4 separate regions of the Mus musculus genome follow, and regions 1, 2 and 3 are each linked to region 4. A link is a contact called in public ChIA-PET and Hi-C data. All regions are on one chromosome and are shown on one strand. Each heading gives the region's core, a stretch centred on a gene start, on an enhancer-like site or on the middle of the called end of the contact. The rest is flanking DNA. Distances are from core to core; before and after follow the strand shown.

The links. Hi-C and Micro-C count contacts between places; a contact is called where the count stands out from the background. ChIA-PET counts read pairs in DNA pulled down with a chosen protein or histone mark.
Region 1: a contact with region 4 is called in a Hi-C map of myocytes, with 1.8 times the contacts expected there. The contact joins two enhancer-like sites. A contact is called at or near these places in 1 of 484 Hi-C or Micro-C datasets (myocytes) and 1 of 115 datasets of contacts at active chromatin or transcription factors (pancreatic cancer cells).
Region 2: a contact with region 4 is called in a Hi-C map of bone marrow-derived macrophages, with 29 read pairs. The contact joins two enhancer-like sites. A contact is called at or near these places in 1 of 15 datasets of contacts at CTCF or cohesin (the NIH/3T3 cell line), 2 of 484 Hi-C or Micro-C datasets (bone marrow-derived macrophages and transitional/marginal zone B cells), 19 of 115 datasets of contacts at active chromatin or transcription factors (bone marrow-derived macrophages, craniofacial prominence, double positive thymocytes and 12 more) and 1 of 9 other capture datasets (bone marrow-derived macrophages).
Region 3: a contact with region 4 is called in an RNA polymerase II ChIA-PET map of memory CD8 T cells, with 3 times the contacts expected there. The contact joins two enhancer-like sites. A contact is called at or near these places in 1 of 115 datasets of contacts at active chromatin or transcription factors (memory CD8 T cells) and 1 of 9 other capture datasets (embryonic stem cells).

Annotation. Positions count from the first base shown.
Region 1 is chr5:64,195,465-64,198,408 of GRCm38.p6, reverse strand. The region is part of intron 2 of Tbc1d1 (TBC1 domain family, member 1); the gene reads right to left. Among named protein-coding and RNA genes, the nearest start is that of Tbc1d1, 37 kb to the right of the region's middle. Within about 2 kb of position 1,303, at least 74 of the 459 cell types and tissues checked have an H3K27ac peak or open chromatin away from gene starts, as enhancers often do. A contact at or near this core is called in myocytes and pancreatic cancer cells, where this site is marked.
Region 2 is chr5:64,779,803-64,782,512 of GRCm38.p6, reverse strand. No RefSeq gene overlaps it. Among named protein-coding and RNA genes, the nearest start is that of Klf3, 22 kb to the left of the region's middle. Within about 2 kb of position 1,377, at least 87 of the 459 cell types and tissues checked have an H3K27ac peak or open chromatin away from gene starts, as enhancers often do. A contact at or near this core is called in bone marrow-derived macrophages, double positive thymocytes and microglia, where this site is marked.
Region 3 is chr5:64,988,502-64,991,537 of GRCm38.p6, reverse strand. The region is part of intron 2 of Fam114a1 (family with sequence similarity 114, member A1); the gene reads right to left. Among named protein-coding and RNA genes, the nearest start is that of Mir574, 20 kb to the right of the region's middle. Within about 2 kb of position 1,362, at least 43 of the 459 cell types and tissues checked have an H3K27ac peak or open chromatin away from gene starts, as enhancers often do. A contact at or near this core is called in memory CD8 T cells, where this site is marked.
Region 4 is chr5:64,504,076-64,506,919 of GRCm38.p6, reverse strand. It overlaps Gm52815 (a long non-coding RNA gene), which reads right to left. Exons shown (of 3, transcript XR_003955927.1): 3 at 1,140-2,844. Among named protein-coding and RNA genes, the nearest start is that of Gm52815, 9.8 kb to the right of the region's middle. Within about 2 kb of position 1,544, at least 309 of the 459 cell types and tissues checked have an H3K27ac peak or open chromatin away from gene starts, as enhancers often do. A contact at or near this core is called in bone marrow-derived macrophages, double positive thymocytes, memory CD8 T cells and 3 more, where this site is marked.

The DNA of each region.
Region 1 (2,944 bases), core at 54-2,553, 310 kb after region 4:
AGGCTTTCTGGGAAAGTGGCATGCAAGCTTAGAAATGGCAAGTTAAGTTAAAGGTAGCCAAACAGGGAGGGTACTGAGCGGTCTAGGTCACAGGAACAAAGGGAATCTGGGATGCTCTAGAACTAAGAGAGGCCATGGAATGTTATAGACTAGAGAAAGAGGATGACGTGGGCCTAGGATAAGGGGATATGAGATGTAAGCAACTGGGAGAGGTAGGGCAACTGGCAAAATGAGACTCAGAAGGCCGAGAAAATCTTACTAAGTCTCCATGGCTTGTTCTCTGAAGGGCAGAGCTATGCTAGACCATAAGTGGAGAGGGCAGCAGAAGGGCACATCACCAGATCTGCGGCAATGATGGTCATGCCTGGAGCTGGCTGCCTTAGACCTGGGGAAGACAAGGGTGGAAATGTGGAGACTGTTAAGGAACTTGCCCAAAAAGTCTAGATAAGAAATACAGTGTTGGGAGCTGGAGAGAGGGATCCGGGGGTTAAGAGCATTGACTGCTCTTCCAGGAGACCAGGGTTCAATTTCTAGCACCCATGTGGCAGTTTACAACTGTCTGTAACTCTAGTTCCAGGGGACCTAACACCTCCACATAGACATATGTGCAGATAAAACACTAATGTTCAAAAAATAAAAAATTAAACTAAATTAAAAAAAAAAAGAAATACAGTGTGGGGTTAGAGTGAAGTAAGGGAACTTTCCCAGTCTTTTCTTCTGCACTATAGCAGAGGTCACAACAGAACATAAGAGAGAGGCAGCTTGGGGCCTCAGAACAAAGACTCTTGGCTATCGTCAACTCAGAGCACACAGGCCCCGGAGCAGCAACTAGAGGATCCTTGTGCTAACCACTGAGCTTCGGGGTTCATTTATTTCTGCGGCACAGTTGAGTCTATATGAGGATGAGAGGGAGAAATGTCCATGTGACAGGACCCTGGGGAAGTAGCACAGGTGACCCCCTCTTACCCTGAACTCCTCCCCACAGAAACTGCAAGTTACCCTGGGTCAGACTGCCCTCTGCTCGCCAGGTTCTGTCCTACAGAAAGGAAACCCGTCTTCTGCGCCCTCGTCTCCCTTTTCTTGATACAGACTTCCTGACCAGTTAGCAAGCAAAGAAAACATTCCTCTTCCCCCGTCCCTCTCTGCCCCGCCCTGCTGTGGCCTTTGGCTTTCTCTCTCTCTCTCTCTCTCTCTCTCTCTAGTTTCCACTCTGGTTCTTGGACACAGCTCTGGCTAGCCTTGTTCTCAGTCCTGACCTATCCCTGTGACAGGCAGCCTGGACTAGCCTCTGAACATCCTACACTAGTGTCGTCCAAACCCATCCTGACTCATCCTGTATGTCTGACCTTGCTCCTGGACAGACAGCTGCCTAGCCAGCTGACATTTCTAGATTCCAGCAGTCTGGATTCTCATCTAACCACAGGCCAGCCCTGCAGCCCCAGTACACAGAACCACAACGCATGGTGTACCCACAGCCGACATTGCCTGTCCAGTGGTTCTATCCATTGGATCCAGAGGTCAAAACCAACTGGTCTTCTGAGTGTCTTCATTTACACAGAACACATGCAGTACAGGGGGCCTTGCTGGCTTTCAGTATGCTCTGTGTGCCCCACTTGCCAGGCTTCTGAGACATTTTTGGCCCTGCGTCAAAGATCAGGACTGGTCATGTGTGGTCTGTTGAAACATAGTTTTTCAAGACTAATAAGCCTACACAGAAACTCAAAGTCAAATAATAAATTGTGTCTAAAGAGCTGGAGAGATGGCTCAACAGTTAAGAGTACATACTCTTCCTCCAGAGGTCAAGGGTTCAGTACCAAGTACCCATGTTAGGTTGGGTGACTCACAACTGCCAGTAACTCTAGCTGGGCAGGGTGGGGTAGGGTAGGGATCTGATGCCCTTTTCTGGCCTCTGAAAGTACACACATACATAAATAATAAATAACTAAACAGGTTAAAAGAAAATCCCTCAAAAGACTATGACATGTCTCTTGGCTTAGACCCAGTTCTCAGAGACTTGGCAGACCTCACAGACAAGCCACCCCAGTGAAGCATGGTAAGGCAGCCTCCCATGGTGTAATCCACACAGATGCCAAGATCATGCCAATCTTGTCTTCAGAGTGCTCACCATTCACCATGCTGGGCATGGTCACAGCTTGCTGGATGTAGGGCAGATGCCAAATACTCAGCACAGATCTTCTCTTTTGTCCTTATAGTCTATCTAATGGAATCTGTGGTGCCCTCAGTTTACTGATGGTTAAACTTACATTTTAAATGTCTTTCTAGCTGCCAAGGAACACAGCCACAGCAAGAAAGATCTGTGGGTTTTTTAGGCATCGTGGCAAGGTCTGGAATCCCAGAAGGTAGGAGGGGGAACAGGAAGATATGGAGTTCAAAGTTACCCTTACTATACAACAAGGTCAAGGATAGCCAGAGTTACAAGAGTCCTTGTCTTACATAAACACACCACACACACACATACACCACACACACAAACACACACCACACACATACACACACACACTCCACATACACACAAGCACACACAAACACACACACACACCACACATACAAACACACACCACACACACCCATACTCCACATACACACAAGCACAAACACACACATACACATATGCCACACACACAAACACACACCACACACCCCCACAACACACTCCACACACACACACAAATACACACCCCCACACACAAACACATACACACACATACTCCACACAAACACATACACACATACTCCACACACACAAATACACACACACTCCACACACACATCCCCACACATACACACCACACACAAACACACACCACACACATCCACACACACACACACACACACACACACACACACACACACACACACATCAAGGGCTGGGGAGATGGCTTGGCATCTATAGACTCTTGTCCCCAAGCCTGAGAACCTAAGC
Region 2 (2,710 bases), core at 128-2,627, 280 kb before region 4:
ACAATATGATCTAACCAGTACCCACGGAGCTCGTGTCTCTGGCTGCATATGTAGCAGAAGATGGCCTAGTCTGCCATCATTGGAAAGAGAGGCCCCTTGGTCTTGCAAACTTTATATGCCTCAGTACAGGGGAACAGCAGGGCCAAGAAGTGGGAGTGGGAGAGGGAGGGCAGTGGGGGGAGGGTATGGGGGACTTTTGGGATAGCATTTGAAATGTAAATGACGAAAATACCTAATAAAAAAAGTTTAAAAAAAGGGGGGGGGGCTTCCAGCTACATTGTATCAGGCTGAGGTTTCTGGTCCCATGCATCAGAAACATTTTTTTTTTTTTTGGTTTTTTCGAGACAGGGTTTCTCTGTGTAGCTCTGGCTGTCCTGGCACTCACTCTGTAGACCAGGCTGGCTTCGAATTCAGAAATCCGCCTGCCTCTGCCTCCCAAGTGCTGGGATTAAACCGCCCCGTTGCATCAGAAATTTAAGCAGCAGACTGGGACAGCCAGGGCTCAGGCACTGGGGGCCGGAAGGATGTTGATCTCTACTCAGAGAGTTTATAATGCATCTGCATTCGCCTTAGCAGAGAGCAGAGCTGTCACTTTCTCTACTATACCTTCCCTACTTGTGACTGAGGTTGCCACTTAGAAATCTTCAGAGCCTTGTGAAAGAGTGATGTCAAGTCTGGTGAATCCAGTAATTTAAAAGAAGACCCTTGTGGGGCTGGAGAGATGGCTCAGTGGTTAAGTGCTCTTCCAAAGGTCTTGTGTTCAACTCCCAGCAACCACGTGGTGGCTCACAACCATCTGTAACAGGATCAGATGTCCTCTTCTGCTGTGCCTCAAGACAGAAACAGTGTACTCATACATAAAATAAGTAAGTTAATTAAAAAAAAGAGAAAGAAAGAAAATGATTGGAAGGCTTGTTGTCTCAGCGGCTGGCCGGAGGATGGCTTCTTTTTTCTTTACATTTCAATACTCTGAAGTAGTTTTTCTTTAATAAACACACTTTTCAGGAGCAAGGAAAAGTGTTTTTAAAAATAGCTAGAAAGAAGTGGGTAAGTTGTGTCTAATGAAAGGCAAAATTTAGCTTTTTGGAAGCACCCTCAGACTCACGCACCTGGAAAGGGGGCAAGAAGGAAGGGGTGAGGTAGCCCTTGAAGAAGGGGTGAGAAGTCTGGAAGAAATTTTGAAGTTTTTGGTGGCCGCTTGAGTGGCTGGGCCTGCTCAGCTTCTCGAAACCAGAATTCTTCCTCAAAATATATCTGTTCGAAAGCATCGCCAAGCAGAAAAGGCTGGAAACCAGAGGCGCCGGCAACTTAGAATGAACAGAGCCCAGGTTCCCATTTTTACAGGCATGTACTTCCTGGGGCCCGGGGTCCACTCTTCCGGTCTACCGTGCTTTGCCCGGATCCATCTAGTCAAGAAGAGTCAGTGACTATGAGAGAGCTGACCTACAGCTCCCCCAACACCAGAACACCAGCTGATCTCCTCCGCTGGAAGCCCTCTCCTGCAGCTTCTTCCTTTTAAGTTTGTTTGTGTGTTATTGTTCTGAAGGGTTTCTGGGTAACTATAAGCAACAGATCTTGTTAGTTCCTCTTCAGACTCCCCACTACTCCCCACCCTTATTTCTCACCTCCCAGCATCCTGTTTGTCTCCCTGACTCAGTTCCCCTGCCCCGCCCACAGCCCCTCCCTCCCCAGCTGCCAGTCCCCTGAGCCGTGTTTTTCTTCCCTCAGTTAATATGCTTTAACTTTTCCCCATTTGATTATGTGTACTTGGACCAAGCGCACCATGCATGCATCTCTTCAGTTTTTAATTCACTGAACCATGTGTCTTTCTCTCATGAAAACATTAAAAGCACGGTTAGAGCTGATGTTTGTCGTCCCCCCTCCCCCTTTCTTTTGAGACAATGTATTTATACAACATGGAGATGAGGAGGAATAAGGAAAATCAGAAAACGAGGGCGGTTATGGTTGAGATATCCAGTCTCTCTGAAAGGCTGCAGTGAAGGCTCGGTGTCTGGCTGGTCAGGCCAGTGACTGAGAGGGTGAGTGATGGATCGTGGATGCCCTGACCTACTCAATGGATGTTCTTATCCAGGGGCCACTTCACAATTAGATGGCGTTTTTTGGAGACAATGGGCACTTTCAGAGGTGGAGCCTAGTTGGAAGCAGTAGGTCATTGAAGGCATGTCAGCGGGGCTTTTCCTTGTTGCGCTCCATCCTCTGCTGTCTAAGAGTTACTTGAGGCTCTGCTCTGTCACACTGTCACCCGTCTCTGTCATTCCTTCACTCAGCCTTGACCCAAATCCAAAGCAAACAGTGGGACAGGTGTCTGGATTGAAACCTATAAAGCTGTGTGGGGCAGAGTAAGTCTGCCCTTACATATTTTTTTCTTAGGAACTTGATGCAATTATAAGAAACTGACTAACTGGGCTGTAGAGATGTCTCAGCAGTTAAGAGCACTGACAGCTCTTCCAAAGGTCCTGAGTTCAATTCCCAGCAACCACATGGTGGCTCAGAATCATCTGTAACGGGATCCGATGTCCCCTCTGGTGTATCTGAAGACAGCTACAGAGTACTCATCTATCTATATCTGTATCTGTATATCTGTATATATGTATATATATGTATATATGTATATATATGTATATATATTATATGTGGATGCCATGGTGGCTATGTGGAGGTCAGAGGACAACTTTACAACTCTTTGGAG
Region 3 (3,036 bases), core at 113-2,612, 480 kb before region 4:
AATGTCTAGTATCCCACCTAATATCAAATAGAAAATACTTTTTAGGTTGGTCCTGTGACTTAGTGGTACAGCATTCTCCTGGTTTGAGTAAGGCCCAAGTTCCACTCCTAACACTACCATCACCACCACCCAAATGACCACATCATTTACTGAGGCTGGAGTGTGGCTCTGTCACAAAGCATCTGCCTAGTTTGTGTGAGACCCTGAGTCAGAGCTCTGGGAAAATAAACTATTTAATTTAGGCGAACCAGTTCAAAACTATAGGTACAAGGTAAATATCTAGAGGGGTCTGTCAAACACAAGGACCATTCACATGTAGGTGGAAATATATATATATATATTTCTGTGTTAAGATCAAAGACCAATCTGGAAGTCCCATCCCCAGGAGAGATGAGGAATCAGGTACCGTGTAGATCTCATACCGGGGATGCCTGTCATTAGACCCACGAGACCAGGTCTTCCTTAAGTCCTGTAACTCACAGCACAGATAACCTGTCATAAGGATCCTCAATGCAGCAATGAGGCTGCAGGTGTCCTGCCTGGGTGCCTGCTGCTCTGTCAGAAGGTCAGACTCGCAATGGCCTCAGTTATTTCCAAGTAATTTTCTTTCCTCATGAGTAAACCTTTTCCAACTCTAGGAAGATTTAAAACTTAAATGTGGAAAGGCTAAAGCACCAAAGCCACGCTATTAATGCTTTTTTGTGCACATTTGACCTTTTCTGTCCTACTGATATTTATGAAAGTTAACAGGGTCACAAGGTTTGAAAACCAATTTACAATGACCAGCTGAATTATCACATCACAGACTTTAGCTGAAATGGCCCACATTTAGGAATACTGTATTAACATTTAGGTCTTTAAGCCCACTTTATATATTTAATAGCTTGTATAACAATTATGAAGTACTCAACAAGGTTTTGTAATCTATAGATGAGGCACTTGAAAGGAAATAGAATATATTACAATTAAAACATTCAAGTCAATAGGAAAAAAAAGAATCAAATATTAAACAAATTTCCCTAGAAAACTGCTGCTCAATTTTGCTAGGCTTATATATAGAATTATGATTTTTGGGATGAAGAATTGAGTGTTTAAAATTGCAGTCTTAATAAACTAAACACTAACTATTTAAATCAAATTAAGCATCTAAGTAGATCTCCTTTTTATACAATACACACATCAGCTTACACCAAAACCCATCTAAACCCAAATTGAAGGATACCCAAGCCAAGGGACCATGGGTTCATTCTTCTGTTGTCATGGGAACAGTGTCATCCTTTTAGTTACCACTATCCTTACCACCTGACACTGCCCCACCCTGGGCTGGTTTGAGGTCTCTTGGCTTCCTTTTTCTCCCAACAGTGACTTCTCACATTTAACTATGCCCACAGTGTCTCCACCACAGCACCTCAACAGGAACAAGGGGTTTCTCTCAAACCTCTCAGCTTTATGCTCCATTATGTTTCTTCTCCAACTCTTCAGCATGATGCTGATCTTCTGTACCCACTCCTGTCATCACCTCTCCATCAAAGACAGCAAGAGTCCTCCCGCCACCACCTTATGAAGCCATCTGCATCAAAGTCACAGTGACTTCCTTGTTGTCAAGCTACAGACTCATGTTAGGCTTTCATTGCCTGAACTCTCAGTAGGATTTGAAACTTAACAGATTTAGATTTAAAGCACTCTAGTTTCATAGCATTGGTGCCCGTTCACTCTTCTTTACTATAACAAAATATCAGAGGCAGGCACATTTTATAAGGAAAAAGTGTTTACTGAGTTCACAGTTCTGGAGACTTCAAGGCAAGCTCCAGACCTGGCTTGGTTCTGCTGAGGGTCTCAAGGTGGATGCTGTCCCAGTAGTGGGAGCTCATGAGGAAGGAATTACATCTCAAAACAGGAAGCCAGAGAACAACTACTTGCTTAGGCTCATCCTTTTAACAACCCATTCTTGTGAGAGCTCAAGAGTCTCACAAGAGGCACCTTAATCCTTTCTGAGGACAGCTTTCCCAGGAACCCTAGGAATGCCCACTGGGCCCTACTTGCCAGAGGTACAGTTTCCCAATATCTCTGCACTGAGAACCAACCTTCTAACCCCATCCCTTAGGGAGCCAACTCAAACTATATCCAAAGCACAGCACTGCCGCTGCCCTATCTTTCCATTTTTACTTACTGTCAGCATTCAGTATTATGACTTCGGTTATTTTTAGAACACTCTTACATACATAGTATGCTATTATGTAGGCTTCTTAGATTAAGCTACAATCTGAGAGCTGTCAGCATTCCAATAAAATATGTACAGTCCAGGTCAGCAGGGCATTCTCATTAGGAAACCCAGGCTCCAGAGGCAGCCGTAATAAGCAATCCTATTATCTCTGCCTCCATTAACAGCTGATGGTTGGCTAATTAGCATTCCAAATTGCAGGAATATATTTTAACTGGTGAACACAGCAAACTTTTTACTAGCATCCCCAAATATCTGAAAAAAAAAAAAGGTCTTCAAGATTTGTAGATGGTTAAATACATCCAAGAGAGTCTTCATGTCTTGGCATGGCCAGGCACAAGGGAAACTTTTTCAGCCCAGCAGGATGAATGAGTGGTTACAGGTGCCGCTGCCAATCCTGATGAGTTAAGTTTGATCCCAGGAGCCATGTGGTGGAAGGAGAGGATTGACACCTGCAGGTTACCTCTGACTTCCACACATGAACCATAACACATGTGCACTCATACATATACATGCATGTGTGCACATGTGTTATGTGCCTTGTGTCAATGGTCGTCCGTTCAGCTTTGAACTCTGGGCAATTCTGGTTACTCATGCCTGGATTCTTCTCAGGGAAATAAATCTACCTCTGAAATTTAGTGAGCCTTTTCATGCAAGGTGATAGACAGAGACCTGAAGGATGGAACAGAGGAGCATTCTCAAACCGACACAGGAAACAATTTCCATGGACTATCTTACCTCTCGTGTCTATTGATGTTTCATTTAAAATATCAATTGTCTGCAAAATATCTCCACTTTGCTGTCTCTCGGTCTTA
Region 4 (2,844 bases), core at 295-2,794:
TTTTTGCATAGGGTTTCACTATGTAATACAACGTGGTGAATGACCAGAATCTTGATGGATCTTGGTGAATTCTTTGATGAATCTCCAAGAAATTCACGGGCTCTGCCATAATTCACGGGCTCTGCCATGTGAGTAGCACCTACAGGTGCCTGAGACCCAAGCCTGTACCATTGGAGAAGCCAGAACTAGCGCAGCTTCCAAGCCTTGAGGTGGTCTCAGGAAGTCAACGGGAGAAGTCCTGTGCTGCTTGCACTCAGGGTGGCCCTTTGTCCTGCTTGCTGAGTTCTCCTTTCTCAACAGAAGCCAGCAGCCAAGCCTGGCTCCTTCATGAGATTTTTTTTTCCTCCCTTGGATGCAGCAGAGACCTCTTTCTACAAGTCCCAGAACTGTTTTCCCGGCTTTACAAACGAGGAAGCATGAATCTCTGTAGAGAAGCCTGCAGCCACTGGTTCTAAATGTTGAAGGAGAAAAATGAATGTATTCTTAGCCTGGACCTGCTAAGGACAGACCATGCACTGACACTTCCTGCCGGGTGCACCTTTCCTCCTCTTGCACACATGCTCCCCCTGCTGCCGGAAGCTGGAAGTGCGCCCGTGGGTGGGGCTGCGAGGACCACCTTAGCCCATGTTAATGCCCGCGTCAAAAAATTCCAAAGGAGTGACCAAAGACGAAATCATAGTCTTAAGATTCTTCCAAAGGTTCCGAATAAAGCTTTTCTTTTTCCATATCAGACATAGGCTTTGTAATAAAGGATGAATGTACACCTCCGTACCCTTCCTTAAAGGGTTAAATGAACGCAAGGACTTCAGGGTTAGAGTCGGTCACAGTTCCAGGATTTGATGAGCCTCGGCTTCTTTACCTGTACTTTGAACACAGTGACATTGTGCATCTCACAGCATAATTGTGGAACACATCCATGAATAGGAGTGTGCTAAATGTTATAACATAAACAAAATTACTGTGTGCTGTCTCTTCTAACATCCTCTTTCCCTCTCCTGCCTCCCCCTCCTTTCCCTCTCCTTTCCTCTTCTTTCTATCCCAGCTCCTCTTTCTCTCCCATTTTTAAAAACATATTTAAGTGGACATTATTTTGAAGCAGCTTAACCCTCCCACACCCCAAAAGGAAGGAAGGCAAAGAAAGTTCAGCCACAAACCGGAAGTAACAGAAAAAAAAAAAAAAGCCAACCCGTATCTCTGGCAAAACAGTAAAAAAGTGAAAGAAAGAAAGGAAGAAAGAAAAAATAAAGCAGTTTTAGGCTTTCGGGAGATCAAGTTCTATTTAGCTAACATGGGTTGCCAGCCTGGCTTGACCCCCTAAGTAGGGGGTTTTAGAGATGACTGGATAATTCTTGACCTCCGTTTGACCTCATAAATAGGAATTCTCATTCGGCATTGTAGGAGCTCTGGAGCTAGTAGGTTCCTGCCTTTTTAAATGTAGGTCTCTCCTCCTTTTCGCCGGTGGCAGTGGGCGGGCATGGGCTCGCGGCAGGGAGGGGCCGCCACGCCTGCGCCCTCCTGGGAGCCGCCCTGCCCTGCTGCTGCTGCTGCTCCTGCGGGCAGCTCAGGGCCCCGCTGGCTCCCTCCCTTCCTCTAGCAGCTCTGCCACGTGGTAGATTGGCTACTTCTGGGAATGTGAGAAAGCACTCCAATGAGGGCCATACCAAGAACTTTACAGCTCTATAAATTGTGTTAAACTTTCCTTACAAGCGTCTGTTTAGAGGAGACGAACCCTTAGATATTCTCTATAGCACAAGAAAACAGGGGCGACGGGACCAATCAGGACAGTGCTGGCTGTTGTGCTTGCTTAGTTCTTGAAAATGTTATAGCATTCTTTTGTCTTTTCCTTCTTGGGGGGTGGGGGGTGGGGGAGCGGTTTAAGGTAAGGAGGGGAGGGTCTAAAAAAGATGCGGGTGAACATCACCTCACCAGCTTTCATGGAAGTTTCTGCCCTAGGACTGAGGAAGAAGACAGCAGCCTTTCTGGCCCTGAACTTCTCCAAGTAAAGTGCTTGGGGAAAGGGGACCTATGTCTCTCTTTAGAGTAGCCCAAGTATATGGTACAGTGACATGGAATCAAATAAACGCATTCTTAAGGTTGGATCTTGCCACGACTTAGGCTGTGTGTTTTGAAACCGCTTAGCCAATGACCTCCCACTGTGCATGTGCAATGGAAACCTCTGTGTGTGTGTGTGTGTGTGTGTGTGTGTGTGTGTGTGTGTGTGTGTGTGTTGACCATGCGCCTGTCAACAGGAGAAGTCAGCCTGTGGTATTGATGGGAAGAGTGAAGAGGGCAAGGCCACAGAGCTGGTTTCCTGGGAAGGCCAGCCTAGGTCAAGGTCTGAATGCCGTATTCGGTACCAGTGATGATGGGTCTGCCAGCAATCCTTCATGGTAAATTAAACAACTGGCATTTGAAAACATAAGTCAAAATAAACATTTAACCTATTTATTATGTATTTATTTTACAAATTACACTGGGTGTGTTTCCAATGCAAAAACACACACACACACACACACACACACACACACACACACTCGGGTACCCTCTTAAGTAGAGAGCACATTTTAAATTAAAATTTTATTTTAATAGGTCATTTATTTCTACAATTCAAAAGTCAAATTTTAGAACACACTGTACCTGAAAGGTCTTGCCTAAACCTCCCTCACATCATCTGATTTCTTCAGGTTCTTTTTTTCCTTCATCGATAACCATTTTTTTAAATGTTACTTGTTTATGAAATTCTTGTAGATTCAGAGCCTGACCGTAAGTTGAGTCGCACACGGTTATGTTTTGAATTGGGTCTCTTTAAGTGGTATCTGGCTGGCCTAAACAACCTGCCTCTTG